Regions from separate parts of the Mus musculus genome. Here regions 1, 2 and 4 are each linked to region 3. A link is a contact called in public promoter capture Hi-C and targeted proximity ligation data. All regions are on one chromosome and are shown on one strand. The core of a region is the stretch at or near the end of the contact, and the rest is flanking DNA. Distances in the headings are between cores, read along the strand shown.

The links. Promoter capture Hi-C pulls out the DNA fragments that hold promoters and counts their contacts.
Region 1: a contact with region 3 is called in a targeted proximity ligation map of pancreatic cancer cells. A contact is called at or near these places in 4 of 39 promoter capture datasets (cranial neural crest, frontonasal cranial neural crest, liver and 1 more), 1 of 484 Hi-C or Micro-C datasets (CD4 T cells), 5 of 130 datasets of targeted methods (the NIH/3T3 cell line, bone marrow-derived macrophages, effector CD8 T cells and 2 more) and 2 of 9 other capture datasets (adipose tissue and liver).
Region 2: a contact with region 3 is called in a promoter capture Hi-C map of pre-B cells. A contact is called at or near these places in 13 of 39 promoter capture datasets (the 3T3-L1 cell line, 3T3-L1-derived adipocytes, the C10 cell line and 6 more), 14 of 130 datasets of targeted methods (the NIH/3T3 cell line, T-cell acute lymphoblastic leukemia, embryonic basal ganglia and 9 more) and 1 of 9 other capture datasets (embryonic stem cells).
Region 4: a contact with region 3 is called in a targeted proximity ligation map of embryonic stem cells, with 3 times the contacts expected there. A contact is called at or near these places in 2 of 39 promoter capture datasets (the C10 cell line and embryonic stem cells), 1 of 484 Hi-C or Micro-C datasets (embryonic stem cells), 5 of 130 datasets of targeted methods (bone marrow-derived macrophages, embryonic stem cells and large pre-B cells) and 1 of 9 other capture datasets (adipose tissue).

The regions. Positions count from the first base shown.
Region 1 is chr19:7,301,204-7,304,677 of GRCm38.p6, reverse strand. All of the region lies in intron 1 of Mark2 (MAP/microtubule affinity regulating kinase 2), which reads left to right. Gm17227 (predicted gene 17227) reads right to left here. Exons shown (of 2, transcript NR_167892.1): 2 at 315-803. Among named protein-coding and RNA genes, the nearest start is that of Gm17227, 5.3 kb to the right of the region's middle.
Region 2 is chr19:6,505,643-6,508,785 of GRCm38.p6, reverse strand. All of the region lies in intron 18 of Nrxn2 (neurexin II), which reads right to left. Among named protein-coding and RNA genes, the nearest start is that of Gm52381, 10 kb to the right of the region's middle.
Region 3 is chr19:6,994,053-6,997,480 of GRCm38.p6, reverse strand. Trpt1 (tRNA phosphotransferase 1) reads right to left here and starts at 1,350. Exons shown (of 7, transcript NM_153597.2): 1 at 957-1,350; 2 at 704-785. The coding sequence starts at 1,016. It overlaps Nudt22 (nudix (nucleoside diphosphate linked moiety X)-type motif 22), which reads left to right and starts at 1,444. Exons shown (of 6, transcript NM_026675.2): 1 at 1,444-1,473; 2 at 1,746-2,239; 3 at 2,712-2,810. The coding sequence starts at 1,763.
Region 4 is chr19:6,673,598-6,677,080 of GRCm38.p6, reverse strand. No RefSeq gene overlaps it. Among named protein-coding and RNA genes, the nearest start is that of Gm32245, 110 kb to the right of the region's middle.

The DNA.
Region 1 (3,474 bases), core at 813-3,312, 310 kb before region 3:
AGGCTGGCCTCGAACTCAGAAATCCGCCTGCCTCTGCCTCCTAAGTGCTGGGATTAAAGGCATGCACCACCATGCCCGGCTGCGCTCGCTCGCGCTCTCTCTCTCTCTCTCTCTCTCTCTCTCTCTCTCTCTTTCTTTCTTTCTTTCTTCTTTCTTTCTTTTCTTCTTCTTTTCTTCTTTGGTTTTTTGAGATAAGGGTCTCTGTGTAGCCCTGGCTGTCCTGGAGCTCACTGTGTAGACCAGGCTTGCCTCAAACTCAGAAATCCGCCTGCCTCTGCCTCCCAAGTACTAGGATTAAAGGTGTGCGCCACCACTGCTGATTTTACCGTTTATTAAGACTTGTGTTTAGCAGCTTCTTTATTCCTGCCAGACTCTTTGTCTTTGATGAGTAGCATGGACTAGGTAGAGGAATAGGACGGGACAGTAGTACTCTTGTGCCCAGCTTGATTGTAATTCCAGGTAAGTTTTCCATGCTCATTGCCAATTAGAACTTCCTTTTAGAATATGGCATTCACATTCCTCTCTTGGGGTTCTTTTCTTCCCTGTCTTCAATAAATTCAGAGGTGGGTAGCTACAGACTTGGCTGGCTGCCTCCTTCAGCAATCAGCGTCCTCTCAGTCTGTGTAACGGTCCATCTAACAAGACGCAGAAGTGACCCATTTCTCTCCAAGGGTCGTCCTGCACGTCCCTGTCAGAGGCCAGGAAGCCCAGAGCCAGATTGCTGCCACCTGGCTGAATTGGCTCTTCCCTGCATCATTCACTTCTCTTGGAAGCTGAAATAGTCATATTGTCTTCCTGGGACTCTGAAAAGACACACGTAGTAAAAGATGACTGTGATCTGTATTGTACACTGTAACCCCTGGCTGAAAGTACTTGCAGCTAGGGCCTCTCTAGAAACAAAATGGCCATTACTGTCAGTAATTGAATAGTTGCCCACCCCTCTGACTCTAGGTCTAGAGTGAGAAGCTGAGGGCCTGAGTCTTACTGGGAGGCTTCAACTTTCCAGTCTTCACCTAACTGCTGACAACCAGCCTGCCTAAGATACCTGTTTTAACTGTGGCTACTTAGGGTACAGCAATGTTTACCTTCAGTCCAGGATGGCAGATAGACACATCCCCCTTGCTTTGATTATGCTATAGGGAAGCCAGCTATTCTTATATTGGCCCCAAATGTATCAAGACACTGTCAGAGGCTCACTTCCCTCCCTCTAGTTGGACATTTTCTTCCCTGTTCCTCTTGCAATAGCTCTTCTCTTCTGTGAGGCAGCAGACATTAAAAATGCTGGTTTCTATTTGGGTTCCTGTCTCTTCAGTCAGTCTCTCCTATTTCACTGCAAGCCCCAGCCATGCCAGGAGGTTTTGAAGGATCCTTATTCAAGTCCTCTGTGTCACACTGTCACCAAGATTTAGAAGATTAAGGTACTGTGTGTATGGTACCCAGAGAGCAGTGGCCCATCAGTGGGGTCCTAAGAGAATAGCTACTGTTGGTAAGGGTTTCTCAGAGGGAACTTTAGCACTGCTGGACAGGGGCCCATCATTAGGCTCATGGTAGAACCAGTACACCACTGAGCTCATCCCAAACCCCACCCCAGCTCCTAGAAGGGAACTTAGGATGAGTGGGGAATTTTTGGAGGAACGCACTGTAGCCCATTATGCCTGCCTGAGTGTTTTCTTTAGTTAGTCCCAGAAGCTAGCATACATATAAAGTCCCAGATGCCAAACAATAAAAATGAAAGGACACCCCCTCTTTTTCACAGGGTGCTTGCTGAAAGCTGTACTGGACTGTGATGGTCCTGAGTAGCAGGTGTGCCCAGGATAGCCAATGCAGTGGATTTACTCTGTGGTCTGACAGACCCCCCCCCCCTTCCATGGCTCAGGTTTTCTCCCATTCTAGTTGGCTGTCTACAGAAGATGGGCATGTAGCACCTCTGCCTATTAGGGCAAGTGAGCCTGGTTTCTGGACAGAGCAACTGGTTAAATGTTTAACAGTCACTTCAAGGGAGTAGTCACACTGTGGAAAGTCTGGTCTGATGGAGGCAGTTGTGAGGCCAGATTAGTAACAGCCCTGGGTGGTTTCTGAAACCTCCTCCTCTGGCTGACCTCTGGCCACAGTAACTTGTAGGGCAGTGAACGGGCCTGGTGGTTTTCCTCTGTCTTGCTTCTTCAGCTCCCTCTGTGAACTTGAAGGATAGGAGGCAGTAGTTTTTATTCTTGTAGGAAAAGGTGAAGTGGAAAAGAGACATGACTTTTGTTCAGCACTTTCCAGCAGCTTCTGGAATTGGGTAAGACCTGGAAGCCTGCTTCCTGGCCTGGGGCTGGCTGAACTCCTAGGCAACCTCCATAAGGATGCCACATTAGGCAAGTCAGAGCAAAGGGTTAAGTCCATATCAGTTGCATAAATGCTGAGGTAGTTTTTTGGTTTTTATTTTTTATTTTTATTTCTTAAAAATCTCATGCTTCTTTGTTGCTTTGCTTTGGCAAAGCCCCAGGAGGAGCCGGGAGATCCTGGGAGGAGATGGTGTGCTGGGTGAGTCACTGAGCTCCCCGCCGCCATCGCTGCTGTGTTTAGTTCATGCTGCCTCACTGTAGCAGGAGGCATTCTGGGAGGGGCAGGGTGGGAACGCAGCTCTGTGTAGTGGGACAGAGCAATTTGGGAGTATCCTAAGGTTGACAGGGCCTGTAACCAACCAGAGCCCCAGTTCAAGCAGTAAATGTAGCAGATACGAATGTCTCCTGCAGTCTTTATGCAGTAATTGTCACTTCTCTGATCAGGAGCTTTTTGAAATAGTTCACATTGAATTTCATTCTCTGCAACACATGCTGTTTTCCTAGCAAACCAGGAGGGACTGAATGTAGGAAGGCAGAGAGAAGAGCTGTCTAAAGTGGGAGGCCTGATTGCCACGAGAGGCAGGAGATTCCCCCTTTGAGGAAACAGGGAGCCAAGAAGTAAGCAGATGAGATATGCCACCTTGCTGATCCCTAGCTGTCTATGATCTCCAGTTTCTATTAGTGACTGATGGGCAAGAGCCCACTTGGTTGTAAGCTGGGAACATGATCTGAAGACATTTCAACTCTTCCCTTTTTTTGAGTCAAGTATTGTAGGTTGACCATGAACTTGCCCTGTCTACAGGAAATTACCTTGAACTCAGAGTCCTACTTCCACTTTCTGAGGAAAGTTTTATAGTTGTCTACAATCTCGTTTTTACAGTGCTGGTATTGAACCCATGGCCTTTTTGTATGCTAGACAAGCACTTTATTGTTTCTCCTATGGCAGACAGCAGGCTAGCTAGCCCATAAGCCTCCCTGGCCGTTTTCCTGTCTCTGTCTCACATCTCTCTATAGGGATATTGGGAATATAGATGCACACCATCATGCCTGGCTTCCACATGGGTTCTGGAAGATGGTGTTTAGATAGGCAGGGCTGGGATAGCAAACACTTTGACCCTCTGAGCCACTACACCACCTCACTTGGTTT
Region 2 (3,143 bases), core at 271-2,770, 490 kb after region 3:
TAGCCTGGACCCTGACTGACCTCTGCAGTTACAGTGTCAGGGGTTAGCCTGGACCCTGCCTGACCTCTGCAGCTACAGTGTCAGGGGGAAGCCTGGACCCTAGAAGGGTAGGAAGTGATGGGCAAGAAAAAGAACAGGGCTGTAGAGCCATACCAGCTTTGTTAAGGGAGGAGGATCTTGGGGTGTTGGGATGGGATGGGATTGGAGATTTGAGGGGGCAGAAAGAAGACGGTGGTAAAGACCTGTGGGAAGAAAGCCAAGAGACTGCACCCTTAGGACCCAGGCCCACAGGGAAGCCAGAAAAGGCCACTTGAGGTCCAACCACAAACAATGTGGCCAGCGGTGATGGAGTGAGAGGAGGAACTTTGCTGAGATCTCAGAACACGCACAGGGACCCTGAGGAGGCACAGGAACCCTGAGGAGACGTATGGTGTCACATCTTACCCAGGAAGAAAGTAAGGCTGGGGGTGGAGCAACACCTCAGTCTCAGCTCCCAAGAGAGGACCTAGCATCTGAGCCCCAACCTCCAAAACCAGTGCCCTTGTTCTTGTCCCTTTGCCCACTAGTCTGGGGAGACACTCATTCAAAGACCTGAGGGGCATGGCGTGCGAGATGCTAAGGGCAACCCTGCCTTCAGGACCAGCCTGCCTCACCAAGCCAGGGGAAGGCCCACTAAACCCAAAGCTAAGCCCAGTTCTGCTCCCCTGTGTCTTCCAGCAGCCATCACACACAGCAAGAGTCAGCCTGGCCCCTTCCACACGGGGCCGGCACAGGGATCCCTGGCCCCTCCCACACAGGGCCGGCACAGGGATCCTTGGGAGCCCTGGATCACTCTCAGAGACCCTGCCTAGCTCACAAAACCACACACTGAAGAACTCCCAGTCCAGCCTGAGCGAGAAAAAACCCTCTGGTCGTTAGCCACGTTGAAAGAAAGCTCAAAGGCCTGGCAATGGGGGTGGAGGTGGGGGGCGCAGGGAGGTGAGGGGTGGGTTGAGAAGCAGGACATGCAGCCATGTTCCCCAAGGCTATCTATCTGTGGGATCCAGTACTCCCCATCCCAAGATCCTGCACAAGCCACACACACCTGTCTGCACAGACTCTGTCATCCACCCCCAAGGAGGTACAGCAAGGAAACTGAGGCCGCCTTGCCTAACCGTCTTAGCGAGCCCCACCCATGCACCACCCACGGACTGACAACATCCCCAGGGAGACGATCATCTGCTCTCACACAGGCAAGGAACAGCCAAGCCTCCTGGTTACTATTGTTAGTAACGATACCACCCAGAATAGTATCGGCCCCTTGGATGTCTCTGAGGGTTTCTCCCCCCCACAAGACTCCACCCGGGCAGGGACAATGGTCAAGGGCACTGGCGGGATGGGAGCTGGACCGTCAGAGGATGGGCCAGGGGAGCTGGAAGGCAGGACACCTGGGTTTCCTAGGAGGCAGCCAAGCTTGGAGCTGTGCACTCCGGGGGAGAGGCAGCTCCCCAGAGCTGCTCCTGATGTGAAGTCAGTTGTCACTTCTGTTAAAGTCATTAATTCCTAATTCCCCAATTACCTCATTAGGCGGCGGTGGGGAGAACGCGGCCGCTCCTACAGCAAATAATTATGGGAGTCAAAATTAATTTGGCAAAGTGGAGCGACGCTTTATTAGAAACGTCAAATTGCTTTTCTCTTATTTTGCTGCCGCCTCCCCACTCTCTGAGAACTGCTAACCATGCTGTGGTGGGAGCTGATGTGTCACTGGGGGAGGAGGGGACTTGGGGGCTGCCCCCAAGGGGCTGTGAGCCCATCTGGTACCCAGCTCCCCCTCGGTGCCTGCGTCTCTTGGGACCTCCACCCTTCTCAGAATCCTCCCTATGCTCTGCAGCACCTAGGCTGCGCCCTCACAGGGCTGCACCAGGGGAGGCTTGACGGAAGAATGCCTCCTCACAGACTTCCTGCCCTTCCTGCTCTGGGAGGAAGCATCATCCCCTAAACTTCCATGCCCAGGCGACTAGTCACAGGTTACCAGGATGCGGAATGCCGTGCAATGAGCTCATTACATATATGATCTCATGTGTGGGCACATCTGGGGAAACCGAGGCTCGGAGAGCTGCAGTGACTTGCACAAGCACAGAGCAAAACTACGGAAAGTGCTGGGGCTCAAACTCACCATCAGCTCCAAAGCCACACGTGGCCTCACAGGACAGAGAAGAGGGGACAGTTCAAAAGGACTCAGGGAAACATGACAGCACCCAACCACACGGTCAGGCGACTGAAACCACAACAATCCCCGAGGAAATGAAAGCTCACAGCCACACTCTTCCAAGGGCACTGACACAAGGTCTCTCTGGGTCACCTCGACCCACAGCCATCTCTCTGTCACAACTGTCGCATGCCCACCACCACACTGCTGTCCACAGTTCACCATTTCTCTGCATGGGCTGTCACACAGCTGGCCTCCTCCCCAAGCCTGGCCTCCACCTCAGCCCCTGCTCGTCCCTCTGTGTCCTTCCCCTCCTGGGAACCAAGCTTGTCACCCACCACTGTCAGTAGTCATGCTCTGTTCACAGGATGCCATCGCTTCACACCTTGGTGTTGGAGGAGCTGGACTATAGGAACCCAGAGCCCCATCCTTGCTCAGATGGGGAAGGTCATACCCTACTCCAGCCTCCTCTGCTGGTTTTCTCCCCCTTCCTAATTCTTCTCTCCACAACACCCAGGGCTCCCCACACAGACCTTTCCAACTGGCACACAGAGCCTGGCCAGCCTGCTCTACCCTCACAGCTCAAGGCTATGGCTTGATACAAACCGAAAACTGAGGGCAAAGGAGCTGCGTATCGAGCTGGAGGCTGAGGTCGGAGGCTGGGGCTCAAGAGCGTGGAGAAGGAAGGGTGTGGCAGAGGCTAAGTTCAGAAATGAAATGGATGTAGGGAAGAGTGTAGGGCAGGGTGTGAGGCTCAACCAAGACATCAATGAGGAATGAACTGGACTAGAGTCTGTGGGAAAGACCTGGCCAAGAGGAGGATCTAAGACAGGACCAAAGGTCACAGGGAAGGGTGTGGGGCAGGACCAGAGGTCACAGGGAATGAATGATATACGACAGGACCAGAGGTCACAGGGAAGGATGTAAGATAGGACCAGAGGTCACAGGGTAGGGT
Region 3 (3,428 bases), core at 101-2,600:
CTATAAGCTTAGCACTTGAGAAGGGCAGGCAAAAGAATCAAGAGTTCAAGATGAGGCTAGCTTAGGCTACATGACATTTTGTCCCCAAAATGAAAAATGAGGCTTTCTAGATGGTGCCACAATTAAAAAAAGCACTGGCTGTTCTTCCTAAGGACCTGGGGCCGGGTCCCAGCACTCACACGGCAGCTCCCAACCACCTGTAATTCCTGTCCCACTGGAATGCAATGCTCTCTTCTGGCCTCTGCGAGAGCCAAGTATGCACGTGGGGCAGGCAAAACACTCATGCACATAAAAAACCAAAACCAAAACCAAGACAAACAAACAAACAAAACACTACAAAAAGAAACCAGAACAGTGTGTCTGCTCCAGGGAGAGTAACATAGCAAGCACTAAGTATCCGCCCACAGCGGCCATTCAATAAACATCAGTTGTTCAGTATGCTCCTCTGTCCATCCTTGGGAAGTGTTGATTGGGCCAGTTGGTCGAAAGAGACATCATGAAGTCCAGCCTAGACAGGGGCTCCTCTTCCAGAGGATATGAAAGAGGTTCTGGGCCTTGTACATTTTTTCCCCTGTACATTTGGAGGGTGTGTCTATTCTGCATTCCTCTTGGGGCAATGTTAAGAATTAAAGTCGAGGAGACAGAGGTTCCAGTTGCTCTCTGGGCTCCCACCATTCCTCCCAGTTCCAGCATGGTTACTTACCAGCTCGCATGGGAAGTCCCAGCTTCAAGGCCCCGTGGCGAAGGGCATAGGACAGAGCCTTAGACAGCTGCACATTTCGGTCCTGAAAGAGTCCAGTGATGATCTGAGTTTCAGTAGCCAGCCCTGGATGTCCTACTGCTAAGGCAGGCTAGAACAGCGCCCATGGTGCTGCAGTCTACCCCACCAAGAAGCTAAGGCTCAGAGGGTCTCTCCCATGTCCTAGCGTTGTGGGTAAGGCTGGAAAGGTGCGCACCTGTTCCCGGGGTCTATGAGTCCTTCTACCTTCCTTCCTCCTTCCTCCAGGGGCGTTCATGATCAAGACCTGTAGGGAGCAGGGAGTGTGGGTTCTCTGCCCAGAAAGTTACAAAAGCTCAGGATAAGAACCGCACTGCTCATCCCACCCTAGTTCAGCAAGGGAACTTGAGGCCCAGCGGGCGAGACTTGCTCAAGGTCACACTGGCAGCCTCGAGGCCCGAGGGATCCGGACCAGACCCCGGGCCCTGAAATCAGATCACAGCACGGCTGCCCCGGGCACCGGGCTGGCGTATGCGTTGACAAGTAGGTCGGCGGGTCTGCATAGATCTGAAGGGCTCCACTGCGGAGGGCGGGATCCGGACCTGAACACGGACTGGCTAATGGGAAGCCAGGAAAGAAAGGGGCGGGTACTTCCGCTTGGGGAAAGGGGTGGACTTTGGGGGCCGGGCCAGCCGCTAAATTCCGAGATCAAGCTTCCAGATCCTGGGAGTAGATCAAGCGTGTCCAGGTTGGAGGTAGGACTCCTGGAGTTGGGGGGGGGGGGGGCGGGGGCCTTGAGAGTTTTGGGGACCTAGTGCTGCTGGGTGGTAGGGTTGCCAGAGGCTTTAGGGGTTTGGGACAGCAGGATTCCAGGGCGCCTGCTGAGCTCAGTACTCTTGCTGGAATGATGCTCGCAATAAGTAGTCAGGGATCTGCAAAAGGACTGGGGAGCACTCAGGAGTTCTGTGGAAGAGAGGGTCAGCTCGTTTCCTAGAGTGACAGGATGGCCATCTGTGTCCTCTGCCAGAGCTGCCCTGTCAGACTATGGACCCCGAGGTGTCCCTGCTGCTGCTGTGCCCTCTTGGGGGACTTTCCCAGGAGCAGGTAGCAGTGGAGCTGAGCCCGGCTCATGACCGTCGTCCATTGCCTGGAGGAGACAAGGCCATCACTGCCATCTGGGAGACTCGGCAACAGGCCCAACCTTGGATCTTTGATGCTCCCAAGTTCCGCCTTCACTCAGCCACACTGGTGTCCAGCTCGCCTGAGCCACAGCTGCTCCTGCACTTGGGTCTAACTTCCTACCGGGACTTCCTGGGCACCAACTGGTCCAGCTCAGCCTCCTGGCTGCGACAGCAGGGCGCTGCAGATTGGGGTGACAAGCAAGCCTATCTGGCAGACCCACTGGGGGTGGGTGCCGCACTGGTCACAGCTGACGACTTCCTTGTCTTCCTGCGCCGCTCTCAGCAGGTAGCGGAAGCTCCCGGACTGGTGGATGTACCCGGTGGGCACCCTGAACCTCAGGTAAGATGACTGGCTAGGTCCAAAGGCTCAAAATCCAAGCACTCCTGGTCCTGGTTTCCTCTTCTCATAAAGGGAAAACCGGCTTGGTATTTCTGAGCCTGCAGGCGCATGCTCTGCTGTCCAGGAGAATGTGGGGCCCAGCTGAGCACAACCCATGACTCTCCACCACTACTGGGAGGAAACAAGGTGCTCACTGCCATCTGGGAGCCCCAGCCATAAATCTAAGCTGGAACACACCTATGGAAGCTAGGGAACATGGGAGGAGAGACTGAAGGGAGGATGCCTCTTCTTATCCGATCCATGTAATCCTTCCTAGCTGGGCTTCCGATTGCTCTCCTTGGAATAGGTGGGCCTGGGTTAGGGATTGCCAGGACTCTCACACTGAGTCTGCTCCAGGCCTCCATGCCCAGCAAGAGAAAAGCGGCGGTGTGGGAAGTGGCATAGATGAAATCTGAGCCTCAACTTTTCACAGGCCCTGTGCTCTGGTGGCATCCCCCGGCACAAGGACCTCCCCGGGTTGCTGGTGGTACGAGAACTCTTCTCCAGTGTCCTACAGGAGATCTGTGATGAGGTGAGCCACCAGGACCCCAGACAGCATAGAGGGTATGGGTAAGAGGGTAGAATTGGCTAGAAATCCACAGTGCTGGGCCAGAGTGGGTCTGCATGACCCTCTCTGGCGTTGAGGAAGAGTGTGGAGTTGAAGCTGGGCCGGTGATTAAAGCTGGGCCTGTGATTCTTTGATGCTCGGTTCTCCCCACCCCCCACCCCCACCCCCACCCCCAGTGGAAACAATGAAAACTGTCTGTGTTTGCCAAAAAGTAATGAGAGTGTGTTACTGAGTCAGCCTCACTTGGGTACAAGGACTTCCCTGGATATCTGTTCCATTTCTCATCTGTAAAATGAACATGCCCAGAACCTGTATTCTGTATTATGGGGCACTTGACCGACAAGACAAACATTCGAGGGTCACAGCCATTGAGGATTGGGGATACACTCCCTTTGTTAGACTGTTTGCCGAGCACAGCGGTTCTCAGTCTTCCTAATGCTGTGACCCTTTAATACAGTCCCTCGTGTGGCGGTGACCCCGACTGTGATTTTCATTGCTACTTCATAACTGTCATTTTGCTACTGTTACACATCATAATGTAAATATCTGTGTTTTCTCGTGGTCTCAGGCAACTCCTGTGAG
Region 4 (3,483 bases), core at 46-2,545, 320 kb after region 3:
TCACACGTGTCCAAAGTGGAGAGGTGGGGGTGGGGCGCTCCAGTCTCTACTGACATCGTGAGGGAGGTTAAGGCCTGAGGAGGATGCCACCATCACTGCCCGACTCTACCTGCATGAGGCTCCAGATGGGATCTACCTGGCTGAGGCCAGGGGCCTCTAATCTGGCCAATAATACAAGTGTTTCGTCCACACTTGGAGGGGTAGCTTCATATTATTGGACACTCATTGGAGTTTCCTCTGTTTCAACCATTGCCAGCACAATTGTTTCTCAGAGACTGAAAAAGGCACCTCTCTCTCTCTCTCTCTCTGTTTTACTCAAGGTCTCATGTAGCAGCGATTGTCTGGAAGTCAATATGTAGCCGAGGATGACCTTGAATTTCTGATTCTTGTGTCTCCATGGTGCTGGGGTTGCTAGTGCACACTCTCCCCCCCCCCCCAGCTTATGTGGTGCTGGGATGGGACCCAAGCCTTTAGGCACCTAGCACAAGCACCCTGACAACTGACTTACACCCGGATCCTGGTTTGGTTTTGTTTTTCTTAATTATGTTTTAGATTTATTTTATCTTATGTGTATGCGTGCTTTGTTTGTATGTGTGTAGGTGTGTCACATACATGTTGGTGCTTGGGGAGTCAGCAGAATGTGTCAGATCTCCTGGAACCGGAATTACGATTGATTGTAAGTCACCATGTGGGTATTGAGAACTGATCCTAGGTCTAACTGCTGAGTCATGTCTCTAGCCTTCTGTTTTCTGTTTTTTGTTTCTTTTAAATTTAAGGTTATTATTATTATGACAATGATGATGATGATAATGATGATGGTGATGGTGACAACGGTGTGCATGCGTGCTTTGTTTGTATGTGTGAAAGTGTACCACACACATGTTTGGTGCTTGGGTCACTCCAGTGTCTCGAGGGTTGTGGAAAAGTTGCAGGAGTCTGATCTCAATGTGCAGTGTGGGACCCAGGAATTGAACTCAGATTGTCAGGCATGGGCAGCGAATGCTTTTCCCTGCTGAGCCATCCCACCAGCCCTGCCTTTACACTTTATATTCTCTCTTACATTGATCAGCAGAAATTCTTTCCCTCACCCTCCGGTTTCGTAAAAGACTTGGCAATTGTGGGATTCTTTTCTTTCCAGGGGTGCTCCACCCCATCCTCTGCCTTGCAGGGGTGTGACCTGCCCTTCTCTGTTTCTTGGCTTGGATCAAGGCTGGAGAAAAAGGCAGGTGGGTAGAAAGACGCCTAGGGAGGCTGAACAGGGAATTTGGTTTCCAAGGCAACCAAGAGCTAGTCTTCAAACCCTCTGAGGATCATTCTTTGTCCTGTTAATAGCCAGGTGCAGTTACCTCTGTCACCTCAGCCACTGGGGCGGTGCCAGAATGGGTTCCTTAGAGAAGGTGCAGCCCTTCCTTTTTCATTTGCAGACCTTCAGTCTTCCTCAAAAACACACCCCTGCCCCAAATCTCTCCCACCCCCATGTTTTGGTGTGAAGGCTACACCCAAGGCTGTGTCCTCATGTGGTTTGTGCCCCCCAACCCATGCTCCATGTGATGAGTCCTCTGCTGCAGTTTGGATGTTCCCGCCAAAATTCAGGTTCAGTGTGAACTGCAATTATAACAGTGTGAGGAGGTGCAGCTGCCAAGGGCCTGCAATCCCAGCACTTGGGAGGGCGAGGCAAGAGGGAAGTTCTTGAATTTGAGGCCAGCCTGGGCTACATAGTGAGACTTCCATCTCAAAAATCAGATGAGGGGCTGGGGTGATGCTTCAGCTGTTTGGGACACCCGGATGGCCTCCTAGAACCCTCTGTAACTCCAGTTCTAGGGATCCAATGCCCTCTTTTGGCTCCTGTGGCTCTGGCCACAACTGTGGCAAACACCCATACATGTAAAATGATTAATAAACTAATAAAATAGAGGCATGGGATTTTTACAGGTGATTGGGCTGGAGGGCTCTGCCTTCCAGGTGGGATTAAGGATGCAACTGATGATTGACAGGGTGGTTTGTTGTCACAGGAGTGCGCTTCCCAAGAAAATGAGTTCTGTCTAATTTCCTTTCGTCTGCCTAGTGTTTGCCTCTCAGCTGTGATGATTTGGCCAGACTGCTTTAGAAGATAAGGCCCCTTGATCTTGGACTTCCAGTGTCCAGAACTATGAAGCAAACATCTTCTATAGTTTAAAACTTACCCACTTTGTGGTTTTGTGTTATACCTACAAGAAGACAATATCCTTATTTCCTTTTTTATGGGTGGGGGTTTCGAGACAGGGTTTCTCTGTGTAGCCCTGGCTGTCCTGGAACTCACTCTGTAGACCAGGCTGGCCTCAAACTCAGAAATCCACCTGCCTCTGCCTCCCGAGTGCTAAAGGTGTGCGCCACCACACCTGGCTATTTGCTTTTTAAGAATTATTTTTACTTACACATATATATGTGGGTGTTTGTGACCAGAACAGGGTACTGGATCTCTTGGAACTGAAGTCATAGTAATGTGTGTGCTGGGTGGGAACCAAACTAAGCAGCAAGCACTCTTACCCTCTCAGTCATCGCTCCAGTCTCAGCAGCACCGTTCGTTCCTCAGAGCACCGTCCAGGCTGCCTTTGCCATCACGGAGCCTGGGGATTCTGATGAGCCTGTGCTACAGGGACAACAGCCTGAGTCGGACCGCCGGAGAGAAAGTGGACATTCACGGTATGGCTTGGAGTCAGAGCAACTCCTGTGTCCCTGGATGGTCTGTTGGAGGCAAAGGAGCGCCAGCAGGCACTGGACACGTACTTTAGGCACCTGATCTCACAGAGGAGGGAATGAGGCCTGGGAAGGTAGGTTTTCACTCCACGGTACCCCAAAATGCCTCCTCATGCTGACTTGTGGATAAGATTTAGACCTGAGTCTTTCTCCCTGTGCCAGAGGAGATGTCAGGTGTCTTGCTCAGTTACGCTCCTCCCCTTTATTTAACTCATTGATTATCTTTTACATAATATATGTGTAAGGTGTATGTGTTCATATGAGTGTGTATGTGTATAGGGTGTGTGTGTTCATATGAGTGAGTTTGTGTGTGTTCATATTGAAAGAACCTAGTGGGGAAACCCCCACTCAATTTCTGTTCGCCGCGCACCCAAGAATCACGAACAGACAACCATCTTGATGTAAAAGCATGAGGTAGTTTAATGACGGAGCTCTGGGCCGACACGCATCTCCCACAGGAGACAGAGGTGTCGACCACATGGTGGAGCCATAATGGCGGAGCTCTGGTTCAAAATGTATCTCACACAGGAGACAGTGGTTTCGACCCTGAGGCTTGGAAACTAGGGACTTTTATAGAAAAGGGGTGGGGCTGGGGGAGGAATTGGCGCGGTTTCACATGATTGGTCCATTTAAACATCAACAGTCAGAAGGGCGGGAGATAGGGAGGCACTAGGACAGTCAGGACATATGACGACGGGCCTGCCCGGGCATGTCCTGGCCTGTTCTGCTATGTTCTCAGCCCCAGGT